Linked DNA regions of Zea mays: regions 1 and 3 are each linked to region 2. The links are chromatin contacts, called in public Hi-C maps. All regions are on one chromosome and are shown on one strand. The core of a region is the stretch at or near the end of the contact, and the rest is flanking DNA. Distances in the headings are between cores, read along the strand shown. Region 1 holds the start of LOC100192940. Region 2 holds the start of LOC100273183. Region 3 has its middle 59 kb from the start of LOC100216952.

Region 1 (3,163 bases), core at 469-2,968, 200 kb before region 2:
AGGGACTGGCAAAATGGTTAAGGGAAATTATACCTAGAATGACAATGGTTGACAACTGCATTAACCATTCAAATAGTTCACTCCTATTACAACCGATCAAGTGGCTACCAAACACGTTGACACAAAGTTATACGTTGTAAAGGAGGAAGTCTGGAATCATATTAAAAGTATTGATTATATAAGTATCAAGTAAGTTCTTGTGGATCCGCTTATTAAAGGCCTACCACCCATTGCGTCCAGAGAACACACAGCCAACAGTGTTTATGGTATAGCCTATGTTTTGTAGACTATAAAGGGCCCAAAGTTAAAGAATCTATTTCAGAATGGAGACGTGTATTATAGCTGTTAAGTCTATCGACAATTGATCATGATGACAAAGCATGCTCTATACACCAATCTGTAGTGGAATACATAAAGAATTTAAAAGGTATAAAGTTGAAAGTATAAGATGAGATCAAGGGGTCGGGGAATGTTAGAATTGATCTCCACCAGTTGGCCCAACGTCCAACTGGGCCCTGACCTCGCGCTTTGATTGGGGGCGTCCAACCGTATAAATAGAGATGTGGGAGACCAACGAGAAGCATGAGGTTTGCAGTAGCTACCGTCTCAGTTCCCCACCTCAAACCCTGGCTATCTATAGGGTGGGTTGTTAGCAACGGGAAGTCCACCGCCAATGTCGAACTCGCTTCCCCAACCGTCGCTGCCCTAGCATAGATCTTCGCTGATGAATGTGGAAGCGAGTTTGACATTGGTGGTGGACTACCTGTTGCTAGCAACCCACCCTGTAGATCGGTCTAGGGTTTGAGGTGAAGAACATAGACAGTAGCTACTATGAACCTCGTGCTTCTCGTCGGCCTCTCACCTCTCTATTTATAGGGCTGCGCAACAGGGATCCACTAGCTTCTTCTTGGATTCACTACTGGAATTCGACTCTTTGCCGAGTGTTAAATGTTTTACCGAGTGTTTTCTTTTGGGCACTCGACAAAGAAGCTCTTTGCCAAGTGACAGGCAAAAAATCCTTGGTAAAATAAAACACTCGGCAAAGAAAAAATACTCTTTGTCGAGTGTTTTATTTTTGACACTCAACAAAGAGTTTCTTTGCCTAGTGTTTTTTAACACTCGGCAACACTCGGCAAATAGTGTTTTTTCTTTGCCGAATTTTTTTTTATATACGACAAAGTTTTTGCAGAATGTCTAAAAAGTACTCGATAAAGAATCCTTTAACGATAAAATATTTGTCAAGTGTAACAATTGGCAAAGTTTTTGCCGAGTGCAAAATGGCCTCCCGGTCATAGCATGAGGTAGAACTCAGTTGGACGTTGGGCCAACTGGTGAAGATTAATTCTAAGGCTATCTCCAGCAGTATAATCATCCCAATATACATATTCAAATTCTACTATACGAACAGTATAATCTATATTGTAAAACAGTGTTTTTTTGTTAAACTTTGGGTAGACTACCCAGATGGCCTAAGAGACCAATCATACTCGGTTTCCCAATTATTGCTTCCACGACCGTGGACGTTGACTTCACTAAAAACAAGTCTTTGCTGCCGCTTTTTCTGTGTGATCCGTGTTATTTGCTTACGCGTTAAGTGTAAATTAAATTCGTCGACCACCGTATGCTGAAGCGGCGAAGCTGCTTACAAGTTTCTGCAAGGCTATAGTTTAAACAGCCAACATTCGAGCAGAAGAGACGCAGCTCCATTCCAGGCCCCGCAGCTTCTCCGTTCTCTGTCTGCGTGTGGTCGTCAGTTGCGGAGGTACCACGACCTCGCCAAGTTAAGCTTTGATGGCTGCCAGAGATCCCATGGTATGCACCGTAGTTCGTAAAATCTTAAATTTGCTTGACTTGATGTTTCATTCCAACTTCCATTCAGTTTACTCTGCAATCTTCTTCTAACGATTTGAACACAAATCCAACTTGATCCATTCCTATATAGTAGTAATATTTTCCATGCTCTGTAGGATGCATGGATGAACCGTTACCGTGCTTTCGCGGAAGGAGTGGTGGTGATGGTCTGCCCGGTGCTTCTTGCGATAGCGCTGAAGAAGGTTGACCTGAAGAGCGAAGAGCATGGTGGTGCCGTCCCGACCACCATGCTCGTGGTAGCAGCGGTTACTCTAGTCGCCGGTATTTGCCCCTACCTCGTCTGCTGTCTCTCCAAGAGATTCTTCAATAATAATGGGAGCTCCTCAGGTTCCCCACACGCTGCTACCATGTTGCTGGCACCCTTATCCAGCACATGTTTAGTGGCACTTGCCTGTTGGATCGTACATCTCATCCTAGACAGCTGGGCGTTCCCTGCGGTCGGCGCCCTCGTCGGACTCTGCTCCGCGATTCGTACCGTCATGCACTTCACAACCCGTGCGGGACAAGGAGATGCTGAAATGGAGTACTGCGATAGACTGGAGAGCTCGCTTGATTTCTTGGTTGGTATAACTGCGCTTCTGTTTCTGGGACTGGAAGGCCTCGCTCTGGAGGGTCAGATTAACAGCTCCAGCGGTCGTCTTACCACGCCGATCGGCACAAGCTTCGTTGTCTGTGTTTTTGCTGCGAGCTTAATGCTCGTGGAGACGATGCCTCCACGCAGACTCGTGAGGTATCTGACAGAGACCATTGATATCCTCACGGGTTTTGCCGTCTCCCTGGCTATGTTCTTCATCATGTATCCACTCATGGGACTACGAGCATTGCTTCTGCTAGCAGCTCCGTTCCTGATCCTCATGGCGTATGTCTTCTACGTCGCTATCGGCAAGGATGATGGCAACAACAACCACCAGGTTGCTAGCGCGAACGGCGATGAAGAATCGTCAGGTGTTAGCAGCAGCCGCAGGAGTGGTGCGGCGGCGGACGGTGATAATAAACCAGCGTCGCTTGAACTGACAAAAGTAACATTCGCAGGGTTCCTGGCGGTGTCGATACCAAGCATCAGCAAAGGTTCAGTCACCATTTATTCCGAATGTTTCTTGCACCTTGCAGCAGCAGCTGTTGTCTCAGGCCTCGTGTGGAGGCTCCTAACGCATTACAAAAAGTCACAGACCACCGTCGCAACTGTTGCAGATATTGCTTCCTTCTGCACCCATCTCTGTGTTGCAGTTGCGGTAATTCCGTTTACGATAATGGCCGGGAATGCACTCTCATGATTTTGTAGTACTAGTCT
Region 2 (2,983 bases), core at 427-2,926:
CTAGGCCAAGCTCTTGCCTCCTCTTCTTTCGGTACCGAATCCCGCAAGCGTTGCAAAGTGACTGCCCAACATAATTGAAATGAGATTAAAAAAGAGAGAGAGAGAGAGACCGCGTTCGAGTTGTTTCCAGGGCAGAGTGTGAAATTTAGCATAAGTTTCCTTTGCGAAAACAATTCTCTTGGTTATTTTATTATCCTAAAAAAGTGTAATAAGTCATGTCTTGGTGGTGCGCAATTCTGGTCAGCGGAAACACACTGAAAAAGTAGAGGGCAGAAATGAAAAAATAATCAGGCTAGGAGAATCAAAGTGGATAAAGTATCTTTCTCCCGGCACACCATTGGCTCGGTGGTTAGCACTACTGTTGTTAGGAACAGCTCACCTAACAACCAAGTTGCAGTCCAATTTCATAGAGAGAAATATCAACGAGGACGAGTCTCGTACCGCATTAGCAACAGACCAAAACCCAGCTCACAATTTGCCTGTCCCCAAATCAAACAAAACGTACTGTAACTACAGACTGCGAAGAACATTTTGTATTCCCTATTTCAGTGTCTAAAAAATACTGCTATGTCATGAAAACAAAGCAATATTAGTATTACCATGAAAAGTAATAGAGCACGCATATGGTTTCATTTATCTCAGTTGCAAACAGTTCCTCCATTGTCAAGTCCACTGCAAACATTTTGGCCGTAAGGGGTAGAGGAAATTTCGCTGGATAGATCCTCAAAAGGCATGCTTGTCTCAAGAGTGGCAGCTCTCCGTGATGGTACTGTCGACCTGTTGCGTAAGGAATTCAAAAACTGGAAGACCTTGGGCGCACAGGTTAGATTTGGTGGAATGTGGTTCGGATCGATCGTCCTTAGCTAGCTGTCTCTGATTAGAACGCACTGCTAAGAGCACACTAATTTGACTTGGTCTCTGGTGTCTTCATTTCATCGTACTGTTTTATACTAGACTGAATTTCAATTCAACATTCACTACAAAAGATGAGTAGACCGTCGTGCATCCTGCTTTTAGCCAAACAAAATCGCATCCATACTTACACCAAGTTGTTGAGACTAACAGATATCGTTCCTATTGGCTATTGATTAGAACGTGTTCATAAAAAGGAGCAGATGGTAAGCACATACGAGAGGGGTCGTATACATCCCTACTAAGCGGGCAGGATTGCGATTGACAGCACATAAATTTCAGTAATATAAGAAGGTTATAAGTAGATGATGACATATATATATCCTATCCTACATAGCACAGACAGAAACAACTAGTATTTGCAGGACTATCGGAGTCGCGTGTGTATGTAGATAGGTTGATCAAGGTCAGCAGCCAATCCAGCCACCAGGAATCCCCAATCTACTGGTGCCTTATCCGGACGAACAGTATATGGAGCCTCGAAAACAAGAGGAGGGAGGGCGATCATGAGCTTACCCTGGGCCCGGTGGGGCCGCTGCGCCACATGGGCGTGGTGGTGGCGCGGCATTCGACGCAGCTCCTGGCGCCTTTCTCCGGCACCACGATCCCGTCGATCTGCAGCGACGGGTCGCAGAAGCAAAGGAGAGAGGTCGATCAGTCCGAGATCACAGAGCTTGGCGGCAAAGCAGAGAGAACGGGGACGAGAGCCGGATGTACCTTACTGCGATCGGCGGAGCCCATCGGCGTCGGCGCCAGCGCCGGCGGCAACAGACGGCAGCCCCGATCCGTGGCCGGGTTGGCGATAGGATTGCTTGGAGAATTCTGGTTTTTCTCTGCCGGCGTGCGTGGTCTGGTCTGTTCTCTTAGATAGAAGCGTGTAGTAGAGAGCACAGAGTAGTTGCGGGGAAGGGAAGGGGGATGTGTATTTGTGTGTGGGGGATAGAAATGGATGGATTCTGAGCGTGGGTCAGAACTCGGAATGGGGAGGGAGGGCTGTGCCGTGACGTCCCAACACGTATGCGAGTGGAAGATAAGCCGAGGAGATGACGTGGCCTTTGCGGCCGGCCGCCCAAGGAAAGATTTTGCTTCTAGCCATATCTTGTTCTTTTTTGTACGCGACGAGACTAGAGATATCAATAGAACCCGATATCCGCTAACCCGTGGGAATTCTCCTATTAGAATACGGGTATAGTACAAAAATTGTTCTCATAGATATAAATATGGTACAAAATCTTCACCCATTAAATAAACAGGTATAGGTTTGGGAAGCAATAATCCGAACCTGATTAACTATAGGTATTTCGTACATGTACACCTGTCATGTTTGCATGAATGAGTTGAGGTCGAGCGGCCACCAAACCCAGCACGACAGCGCACCAGGCACATGTCCTAACCAATAAGGCAACACGGCAAGTCAACTAGCAGACTAGCAAAAAAACAAAACTCTAAAATAACTAGCCATACGCTATGCCCTCTAGCCGCCCAACCGTCGCACGCCTGGACAATTGCGCTAGCACTGCACACTGGCGACTTCCCCAGCGACGAGGAGCATCGCGACTGCTAGGACGACGGTGACGACCATGAATTCTCAGGCGCCAACGAACTTAGATAGTGACCAAGGAAGGTGAGCAGACTCCATTCTTCTACCGGTCCCGAAGTACTCATTTCTTTTCTGATAGATGGATGAATGGATCATGGTTCATGGATGAGTGCTCGCCAATATGGCGATGTCTAAAATCTGGATAGTTTGTGCTAGCTGTTAGTACCTAGTTATCCCTTAATTGGGGATGGGGACCCATTAGGGATCCGAAACCCGAATGGGGACGGGTATGAGATGAGTTTTGCACTCATGATGGGTATGGGGATAGGTATGGGGAAGGAAAGCATGATGTAGATAGGTCTGAGATACTATAACCTGGTGGAGAATTTACCATTAACTCTCTAGACGAGACGGGACCTCAAAACTATTCCCCATTTTAAATTAGGAGACGTTTTATTTTTTAAATATATTTTCTTTTACAAGATGTAATATTAGTAACTTGGTCAAGTTCAGTTTAGTTTGTGAAAAAGT
Region 3 (3,044 bases), core at 415-2,914, 140 kb after region 2:
CAAGATCAGAGTCGACAACGTCCTCACCAAGTGCATATCAATGCTCCTGTTAAGGGGGTTAGCTGCTAACCCCAATGAAGACAATGTGATCAACATCAACCAACAAGATTGAAGTGGCGCAGCTAAACCGTGTGTGGGTCCTAACCCACAAGTCCAAGGGATCCTCAAGAATAATATCAATTAGTCTCGAGTATCTAAAGGTCAAAACAACCAGTTCGCAAGTTAAAGTTGCTAGAGTCAAAGTTGAGCCGAAGAAGTTTTAAACAATCTATGAACCAACCTTGTTTCCTTGCTAGCTTCTTCTTGAATCTCGGGGGCGAGATTCTTGTTAAGGGGGTTAGATTTGTAACACCCTGAATTTGGGGGTATAAAATTTCTTTTCTAATATCCACCAAATTCAGGTGTTACCCTCTCTTTTCCATGCTTTTCTTTTCTTTTGCCTAAAGAGTGAGGAATTATTTTGTTTTATATCTATGTGTAAGCCTAGTAAAATTAAAACACTAGAGGTGGTTTGGTTGTTCCATCATGCCGAAGCATATTGTATTTTGTTTGATGAGTGATCTTGTGGAGCATGCATTTATTAAGGAATTCGATTTGAATTGGTAGAGAGAATAGAAAAGAAGAACAAAAGATAAAGAAATAGGAAAGAAAAGGGAAAAACCCACCCTAGCTCCTCCCCATAGCCGGCCTGCGCGTGCGGCCCACCTGGCCTTCCCCCCAGCACTCTTGCGTCGTGGCCCAGCGCCACACGCCCAGGCTGCCAGGTCGGCTCGGCCCAGCGTGCCCCAGTCCATGCCCCCCACGTTGCTCCGCCCCAGCGGGCAGCGGCCGCCCGAGCCCTGTTCATCTTCCCAAACCATATCTTTCTCGTCTTGTCGTGCCCATGTTTCTCGCCTACGAGTACGCCAGTTCCCTTCACTCTATTCCTGCGCATGAAGGAGTTACCCAGATCAGAAGTTCCCCAGGCGCTGCAGCAACAGGAGAGGAGGAGCACGGTTCCTCGTGCGCAGGTGACGAATTTTCTCCATTCCCCCTTTCATTCTCGGGCGTTCCTCGTGCGCTGCCATGCTCGGCCCTTGGCCGAGCTGTCTCCCCCGGTCCGAAATTTCTCTAGGCAAAGCGCGATGCTCGCAGCCCCTTGTGGCTGAATCCCTGTGCACAGTCGGTGAACACAGCCCGCCCCTTCCCTAACACGCAGCCATGGCGACAAGCAAATCCATGGCGCGACGAGCTTCGCCCACGCCCATGGCCACTATCTGCGCCATGCAATCCCCCATTCTATGCGTGCCCTCCCTGACTGCTGCACCGCGCTCCGCAGCAGGCCGCCAGCGAGCTGCTGTTGTGCGCCTTGGCGCCAGCCTCTGTGAGACGCTCGCCCGCCCTGCTCAGGAAGATCGTCCCGGGCCGTGCTCGCCCCTTGCGCGTCGCTCTGTCACCATTCCGGCCAGCTAGCCCCTGCGCCGCGCCGCCCTTCCTTGCTCATTCCTACTCCCTTCCAGTGAGACGCCGCGGCAGCCGACGAACGACCTTCTTCTCTATGCGCGTACAGGTTGTAGAAGAAAGAAAAACTGACCACGTTCAAATGGCGAGCGAATAGACTGGAAAAGAGAAATGCCATGGGCCCCACGATCCCATTACTGTACGTGCGCTATGCTTTAGAAAAAACCATCTCGTCATGTGTCAAGGTCCATAGGCCTAGTTGTGAACGATTTTCAGCAGCCATGCTCTTTGTGGTCCGTTGCGTGGCTTTGTTTCGGGCCAATGAAAATGTGCCACATCATCGTAATTCCACAAGTATTATATAGTCGATATATTTTGGGTCGCAGACCCGTTTCTACACGTTTCAGTCGCGTTAGCTTTATAATAATGTCGATTATGTGTTAGTAGCATTATTTTGCCATGACACGTGTTATAATTAATTAATTAATTGTTTATTTAATTGATAGTCACTAAAATGGCTTTCTAATTAAAACTAATTTATAGTTTTTACTTGCGCTTTATAAATACATGTTATTGTAATTAATGCTAACTCAAATATTCTTAATTAGTACTCGCTTAGTTTGTGCGCGATATTTGTTAGCGATCCTCGCATGATGTGCTTGTTGTCGTGCTGTTCGCGCACGGCGTTCGCGCGCTATCGCGTGTGTTGTTTTGTGTGTCGGCCGCACGCTGTTTCACGCGCGTCGTCGTGTGTCGTTCGCGAGTGTCGCGCCTGCTGTTCGCACGCGTTGTCGCGCTCCGTTCGCGTGTGTCGCATGGCGTCTGCGCGTGATAATAAATTTTTTTCGCTTATAAACACTCATGTTAATAACGTTAATTCGTCAGGCCACACATTTTAGATAATTAATTTAAGGTTTGCTCGACTAATATTTATTAGATTAATATTCCAATTAGATTAAATGTATAGTGTTCAACTTGCGCTTTTATAATAAACATTAATATGACTAATATTAACTTAACTACTTTTTATTTATTTAATATTAGTTTAGTACAAATGTGTCACCTATTTAGTTTCTCGCCTCTTGCGCATGCTGTTCCGCACGTGGTAACGTGCTGGTTCGCGCGTCGTTCGCTCCAGTCGCGCGCACTGTTTTCGTGTGTTGTCAGCGTGCTATGTCGCGCGTGTCCGCGTGTCGTTCGCACGCTGTCATGCTGTTTCGCGCATCGTAAACTTGCCTCGCTTAGAATCTCTCTTGCTAATTATATTAGTTATTCATTTGACAACTGTTAGTGTAGCAGATTTAATTAAAACTACGTAGCAGTTATAATTTATATTTTATAATGTCGAATTAAATGTCCTTGTATAGCGTAAACGTTATAATTTCTTGACTGTAGCTTCGACCGTCGCTTTTCTTATCCCGACATAACCGTAGAAGCGCTCTCTATTTTTATATGTTGCTCATTTTGATAATATTTTATCTTGTATGGTGTAATGTTCTTATGCATATATATGTTCGTTTGCTTGTTCTTGTTTGTCTTCGCTGGGTGTCGCGAATAGATTGCGATGTATTCCTGAGCTTCAAGGAGTCGGCGATCAAGTTTTG

What was found. A called contact is a pair of places that touch in the nucleus more often than the background predicts.
Region 1: a contact with region 2 is called in a Hi-C map of tassel, with 2.9 times the contacts expected there. The contact joins the promoter of LOC100192940 here to the promoter of LOC100273183 in region 2. A contact is called at or near these places in 3 of 25 Hi-C or Micro-C datasets (ear, leaf and tassel).
Region 3: a Hi-C map of tassel shows a contact between it and region 2, with 2.5 times the contacts expected there. The contact joins the enhancer-like site here to the promoter of LOC100273183 in region 2. A contact is called at or near these places in 5 of 25 Hi-C or Micro-C datasets (bundle sheath, ear, endosperm and 2 more).

Annotation. Positions count from the first base shown.
Region 1 is chr3:65,638,955-65,642,117 of Zm-B73-REFERENCE-NAM-5.0, reverse strand. It overlaps LOC100192940, which reads left to right and starts at 1,718. Exons shown (of 2, transcript NM_001138121.1): 1 at 1,718-1,812; 2 at 1,968-3,163. The coding sequence starts at 1,792. The coding sequence ends at 3,146.
Region 2 is chr3:65,436,159-65,439,141 of Zm-B73-REFERENCE-NAM-5.0, reverse strand. LOC100273183 reads right to left here and starts at 1,676. Exons shown (of 3, transcript NM_001147628.1): 1 at 1,630-1,676; 2 at 1,429-1,527; 3 at 1-61. The coding sequence starts at 1,653.
Region 3 is chr3:65,296,146-65,299,189 of Zm-B73-REFERENCE-NAM-5.0, reverse strand. No RefSeq gene overlaps it. Among protein-coding and RNA genes, the nearest start is that of LOC100216952, 59 kb to the right of the region's middle. Within about 2 kb of position 1,664, at least 16 of the 20 cell types and tissues checked have an H3K27ac peak or open chromatin away from gene starts, as enhancers often do. A contact at or near this core is called in bundle sheath, ear, endosperm and 2 more, where this site is marked.